Regions from separate parts of the Rattus norvegicus genome. Here region 2 is linked to region 1. The links are chromatin contacts, called in public Hi-C maps. All regions are on one chromosome and are shown on one strand. Each heading gives the region's core, a stretch centred on a gene start, on an enhancer-like site or on the middle of the called end of the contact. The rest is flanking DNA. Distances are from core to core; before and after follow the strand shown. Region 1 overlaps Tiam2 (TIAM Rac1 associated GEF 2). Region 2 overlaps Tiam2 (TIAM Rac1 associated GEF 2).

The links. A called contact is a pair of places that touch in the nucleus more often than the background predicts.
Region 2: a contact with region 1 is called in a Hi-C map of the A7r5 cell line, with 1.5 times the contacts expected there. The contact joins two enhancer-like sites. A contact is called at or near these places in 2 of 12 Hi-C or Micro-C datasets (the A7r5 cell line and frontal cortex).

What each region holds. Positions count from the first base shown.
Region 1 is chr1:46,331,880-46,334,969 of GRCr8, forward strand. The region is part of intron 1 of Tiam2 (TIAM Rac1 associated GEF 2); the gene reads left to right. Among named protein-coding and RNA genes, the nearest start is that of Tiam2, 10 kb to the left of the region's middle. Within about 2 kb of position 1,557, at least 20 of the 93 cell types and tissues checked have an H3K27ac peak or open chromatin away from gene starts, as enhancers often do. A contact at or near this core is called in the A7r5 cell line, where this site is marked.
Region 2 is chr1:46,435,823-46,438,912 of GRCr8, forward strand. Tiam2 (TIAM Rac1 associated GEF 2) reads left to right here. Exons shown (of 28, transcript NM_001427474.1): 7 at 719-943. Among named protein-coding and RNA genes, the nearest start is that of Cldn20, 100 kb to the right of the region's middle. Within about 2 kb of position 1,644, at least 4 of the 93 cell types and tissues checked have an H3K27ac peak or open chromatin away from gene starts, as enhancers often do. A contact at or near this core is called in the A7r5 cell line, where this site is marked.

The DNA of each region.
Region 1 (3,090 bases), core at 307-2,806:
GGTCAGGGAGATCGTTCAATCAGTAAAGAGCTCGCCATTCGATCAAGAGGGCCTGAGTTTGAATCCCTAGCACCCGTGTAAAAAGCTGTGCATGGGGGCCTGTGCTAACCCCAGTGCTGGGGTGGGAAGAGACAGGGGATCCCTGGGGCTCACTGTCCAGCCCACATGGCCAAATGAGAGAGCTTCAGGATCAGTGTGAGGTCTCAACAACCTAGGTGAAGAATAACTTTTGACCTCTATGTGCATGTAAATACATGTGAATATGTGCACATATACATTGTACACACACACACACACACACACACACACACACATGAGTCAACAGTCATGGATTCTTGCCTCTCTGACCAGTTACGAGTCACCGCGGGTCCTACAAAGTCCGACCACTCTCTGCTGGTGTGAGTCTCTCACTGAACCTGGAGCTAGAGCAGTGGCCAGAAAATTCTACAGTCTCTACCCCCACAGCACTGAGGTTTATAGGCACATGGGCAGCCATGGTGTGAGTCTGGGGTGTAGACTGTGGTCCATGTGTGGCCAGGGTTCTTACCCCCTGAGCTGTATCCCTAGTCCCTTCTTTATTTTGTTATTGTGCCCTATTGCTTGAGCGCTCTCTCTCCCTCTACTCTCCCTCCCCCTGTGTGTGCATGGGTACATGCTATCTTTTCACACATTCTCTTCTTCACTGTGACTTTGGGGACTGAATTCATGGTGTCAGGCTTGCACCCACCCACCTTTTTGGCCCCATACTGTCACTTTAATAAGGCAATTATTATTATGTGCAGATGAGTGTTTTGGCTGAATGCGTGTAAGGGCACTGCATGTATGCTTGGCTTCTGCCAAATCCAGGAGAAGCACCAGATCTTCTAGAATTGGAGTTACAGGTGGTCGTGAGATGCCATGTAGGTGTTGGGAACTGAACCCAGGTCCTCTGCAAGAGCAACAAGTATTCTTCTTTGCTGAGGCCTCTATCCTAATTTTTTTTCCCTTGAGATACAGTCTTACTATGTAGCCCAGGCTGGCCTCAAAACAAAACAACAACAACCAAAACAAAACAAAAAACAAACCAAAAAAAAAACCCTCCCAAAAGCCCCCCAAATCTTTTATTTCTTGCCATTGTTCTTGACTCTGTCCCATGGGTACTGAGGATTGGACTCAAGTCCTCATGTTTGCACAGCAAAGCTCTGTGCCCATTGAGCCCTCCTGCCCATGTACCCTAAGTGACAACTGGGAAGCTGAGGACTGTTTGTTTTTTGGTGCTGCCCAGCAGATGTGAGGCTGAACCCTTGGAGGCAACATAGCCGCACTGACGTTTGTGTACCCCACCCCCACCCCTCTTTGTAGTGCTCCTATGCCATGACTGCAGACGCATTTATGGTAGGAATGTGTGGTTGGTAGGAATTTAAGCCACATAGAGATCTCCATGACAACCTTAACATTTTTACCATTGCATTGGGGCAGCAAATCCATGAAACTATTGCAGCTCCCCTGTGACTCACAGGTGACAAGGTTTGTACTGGGTAACGTCCTCCCTGTCCTTTTCCCTTTCTGTCTCTGCCCCCACCTTCTTGTCCCCCATTCACTGCCTCCAGCTATGGCCACGTGGTCCAGGCTTGCCCTGAACCTCTCCATCCATCCCAGTGCTTCTGTGGCAAGCATACACTTGATGGGTTTGTTTTCTTAAACCTTGGGAAGAGCTACAAACACTGATTAAATTTAGAAACCGTCTCTGCAGGCCTTGTTAGTCATCGGTGATCCCTCTGACACATGAAATGATATCAAAAGGTTCCTGTTTTTAAGATGAGCCTGTCATTAAGGAGCTCGTGGGAACTGTAGGATTCGCACTGGTAGGGAAACCTTGAGGACAGGGCATCGTCTGGTGCGTGAATTCGTTTTCTCCCTTAGGCCCAAGCTGCAGAGCCACCGTGATCCTAAAGTGTCTCAAGTTTTGCATACCCTGATTTGTCACCCTTGTGACTCTCAGCTTTGTCTCCCATTAAAGTCATTGAGTATGAGGTTGGAATTTTGAAGCAGCCTGGACAGTTGCTTCAGCCCAGCTCTGCTCTGTGCTGAGGCCTAGTGACTAGCTCAGGGAGTTGAGTTGACCTACTTTTCCTCCTGGGAGGTGCGTCTCACAGTCGTTTGCCCTGGGCGGCGTATGTAACTCGAACATGTGCTAAGCATGATTTTAGTTCCATGGGGATAGCCCTCTGTTTTAATATCTTATCTGACCCGCACAACTCCATTTAATTGCAGCTGTTTTGATATTGGGCCAAGTCACTAAAAACTAGTGGACTCCCTGCGGGGGACAGTAAACTTTTGATGGCCATCCCAGTAAAAGTGGAATTCTTCTGCAAATAGATGCTTTTTTTTTTTTTTCAAGAATTCTTCTTGTAAAAAAGCACAGGGAAGTTGGCAGTCTTTGGGTGCTTTCGGGAGGGGTTGTGGTGAGTGCCAAATGGCATAGCTACTGTATGCTTGGAAAATGTTAACGAGAGGCTGGGCTCCTCTGAATGTGTGTCTTGGCCTTTCGAGATAGCTGCCATGTAGGAAGAACCATCTTTTAAAACCAAATGTAGACCTTGGTCATCCTCCAAGGGGAGTGTTGTAAATATATCCAGGCTGATACTCAGGGGTTTTCTTTGTAGAAAGAAAAGAGGGGGTGTTTAAATAGAACCATGAAGTGTTTGAGCAGGGCCCACAATTTTGAAGAGGTGCTCTTTTCTTCAAGACGAGGTTCCTGTAAACATTGTGTTTCTGGTCCCGTTTCTCTCTGTACCTCCCCCGTAGTGTGGAACCCCTCCCTTCAAGGCCATTTTGGGGGAGGGGTGGTGCTAGGACTAGAGACTGCTGTGTTGTACATGTTAGGCAAATAATCCTGCTGATGTCACTGTCCCCTTTACAGCCTTTCCAGAGAGGGATCATTAGCCTCCCTCTGACTCTCTCTGTCGCTCAAGCTGGCCTTGAACTTATAATCTTTTTGCCTTAGCCTGCCAGGCAGCTCAAATTATAATTCTGTGCAGGTAGGCCAGGCTGGTTTTGATTATTATTAATAATTTTTTTGAGACGGGTGTCATTCTTTGTGCTGCTTGG
Region 2 (3,090 bases), core at 394-2,893, 100 kb after region 1:
GCACAGGATTGCTTTTTAGCATGACTATAATATGTATGACATAGTGTCACTGTGAGTGGATAGACCCTTGTTTTCGGTCACTAACTGTGGGCTGTTTTTGTTCCTTGTCTTTCTGATGGCCACACTGAGGTTTCCACTTTACTTTTCTGAGATGAAACACCCAGACAAAAATCAACCTAAAAAAGATTTATTTTCTTTAGTTCATGATTCTATGTCACAATCCATCACTGTGGGGAAGTTGCAGTATTGGGGGGAGGGGTTAAGATGGCTAATCATATCATAGTCACAGTCTAGGGCCAAGAAAGAAACAAATGCACACGCAGTTAGTGTTCAGCTCTCTTTCTCTGCTCTTAAACAGTCCACGACACAAAGCCAGGGAATGGAGCTCCCACTTTCAGCCTGGCCTTTTCATATCAAAGCAGTCAAGACTGTCTCATAGACATGCCCACAGGCCATATTAACCTACACAGTGCCTCACAGAGAGCTGTGCTGGGAGATCCTAGGCTGTACCAAGCTAGAAGTTAGAACCAGCCAGCATAGACGCTTGAACCTGAGCTGGGTGTTTACATTTGGGAAATTTAACATTTTTATTTTGTTTTTTGTTTTTTGCTTTTGTGAAGAGACCCCTTGGGTTTGACACATCAACACTTACTCTTCCACTTTGGAGAGAACTTTTCAGTTCAAATAATCTCAAACAGTTCCCCCATCCCATGTTTAGGCCACTAGCCAGACGGATCTGGAAAACTGGATCACTGCCATACACTCGGCGTGCGCATCCCTCTTTGCAAAGAAGCATGGGAAAGAAGACACGGTGCGGCTGCTGAAGAGCCAGACCAGAGGCCTGCTTCAGAAGATAGACATGGACAGCAAGATGAAGAAGATGGCAGAGCTGCAGCTGTCTGTGGTGAGCGACCCCAAGAACAGGAAGGCCATCGAAAACCAGGTACCGTTGATTGCGTGTGCTCTGGTAGCCTCCTACTGTGCCCCCATGTGAGTCATCTTCTCCCCTCTCAATTCTTCTCCCCGTGACTAATATTCTCCAATCTGCACATACTGATGTTTCTCAGAGATGCGTCTGATTTGAACGTGCGAAAATAACTATGAAATGGGAATCTTATTTCTAGGAACTGTATAATCTGGTTAGAAAGCACGTCTGGTAAGCATGACGGTAAGACCCTTCTAGAGTGGTAGATTAGGTGGGAGCTGGTGTAGTCTTCAAATGCTCTGAGAGGCCACAGGGTTGAGGTTGGGCTGGGAAAGAGGGAATGGTGAAGATGAGCTGCTGGAAGAAGATGAGTTATGCAGGGGAAGGGTTTCCAGGTGGGAGGAGGGCAGGGGCCATTTGGTTTAGGGTAGAAGTAGCAGGAAAGGTGGCTTGGGGCTCTTGTGCACACTAGCATAGTAGTGCTAAATTGTATGTATGATAAGTATGTGACACTTAGCTGGGATCCCGGCAGGTACACCATAACAAACTCCATAAACAAAGTGGTTTTTGAACAATAGAAAGTTATTGTTCATGCATCTGGAATCTGAAAGTCCTCCATCAAGCCATGGGCAGAGTCCATGCCGGATAAGGCCCACTTCCTTGGGTCTAGATGGTGTTGTCTTGCTTGGCTGTCTTTGGTGGAAACAGCAGAGGAATTCTCTGTGTTCTCTTTATGAGTGCATACTTACTCACCAGTGCTTAGCAACAAGAGACGACTCACCTCCCAGAAAGCACCATTCCCCAATTCTGTCACCTTGGGAATCAGGACCCTGACATGGAGACTGGGGAAGACACACAATTCGAGCCATTTTGATCTTGACGATAATGCTTAGTTGGGCTTATTTTATCCTCTGGCTGTGAGTTAGATTTTGAATACCTCCACATGTGTTGAAGGCTAGATCTCCTTTCAGCAGTGTCCACAGGAGGAACCTTACATCACAAGAACTGTGACATCATGGGCGGATTTAGTAGTAAAAGCATTAGGATCTGGGCCCTAGTTGGAGTATGCGATAAATGAGGGCCTGTAAACCAAGTTATTCAATTGTCTTGGCATATTTGATCAATAACTAAATCTACAGTATCACAGGGTGTAAATACCCTGTGTTTTAGGGCTCTTCTTAGGCTAATAATTTGCTTGATAATTTGTTTTCATTTTTTCTTGCTTTCCATAGTTTCATGCAAGGCCTCTTGAGCACACACAGCTTTTGAACACTGATTTGGTCCAGAATCTGTCCTTAATCCTTCAGCTTCTCTGAACTCTCACATACACACACTGACACATATACGTGGAGACACACACTCACACTGTCACTCATTCACATACAGACACACATACACAGAGACTCACACATTCACACTCTCACACACTCTTACATGCACTCACACACACACACACACACACTCCCCACATACTTTGTCCAATAGTTATCTGTGGTGTGCAGGGTGTGACTTTGTCTAGGGGCTGCTGTGAGTGGGAGCTGGAGGGATGAAAGCTACCCTGGCATGGTGTATGCTCTTCATCCTGCCTTAGTCCTGGGTACACAGCCACAGCATGGCTAGTATGGTTTGTGAAGTTCAGAGTCACTGAGTCCATAAGTCTCATACGATCTGTGTTGGGGAAAAGTATGGTGTTAGCTCCTTCTGTTTTCTTAAGCTGAGCTTCAGGACTAGGTGTTATTGCTCTGGAAGAGGGATGCCCAGTTTAGAGAGTTCTGATCCTTACACGTAAGGAGAGAAGGAATATTTGGCAACATTGAGAGGATTCTGGTTCTCTCTCCCCACCCCACCTCCGCCTCCCGTGTGTGTGTGTGTGTGATTGTCTCTCTGTCTGTCTGTCTGTCTGTCTGTCTGCTTGTCTGTATGTATGTATGTGCCTCTTTGTGGCCAGAGAGTCCTAAACAAATGCTTTTTTAAACAGTTAAATTTGGCTAAAGAGATGGATCGGTGGTTGAGAGCACTGTCTGCTTCTTCCATAGAGTCCGGGTTTAATTCCCAGCTCCCACTTGGCAACTCACAATATCTGTAACTCTAGTTTTAGGGGACCTGATACCCTCCTCTTGTCCTCTGTGGGCACTGCATGTGTGTGATACACAGACATGTAGACA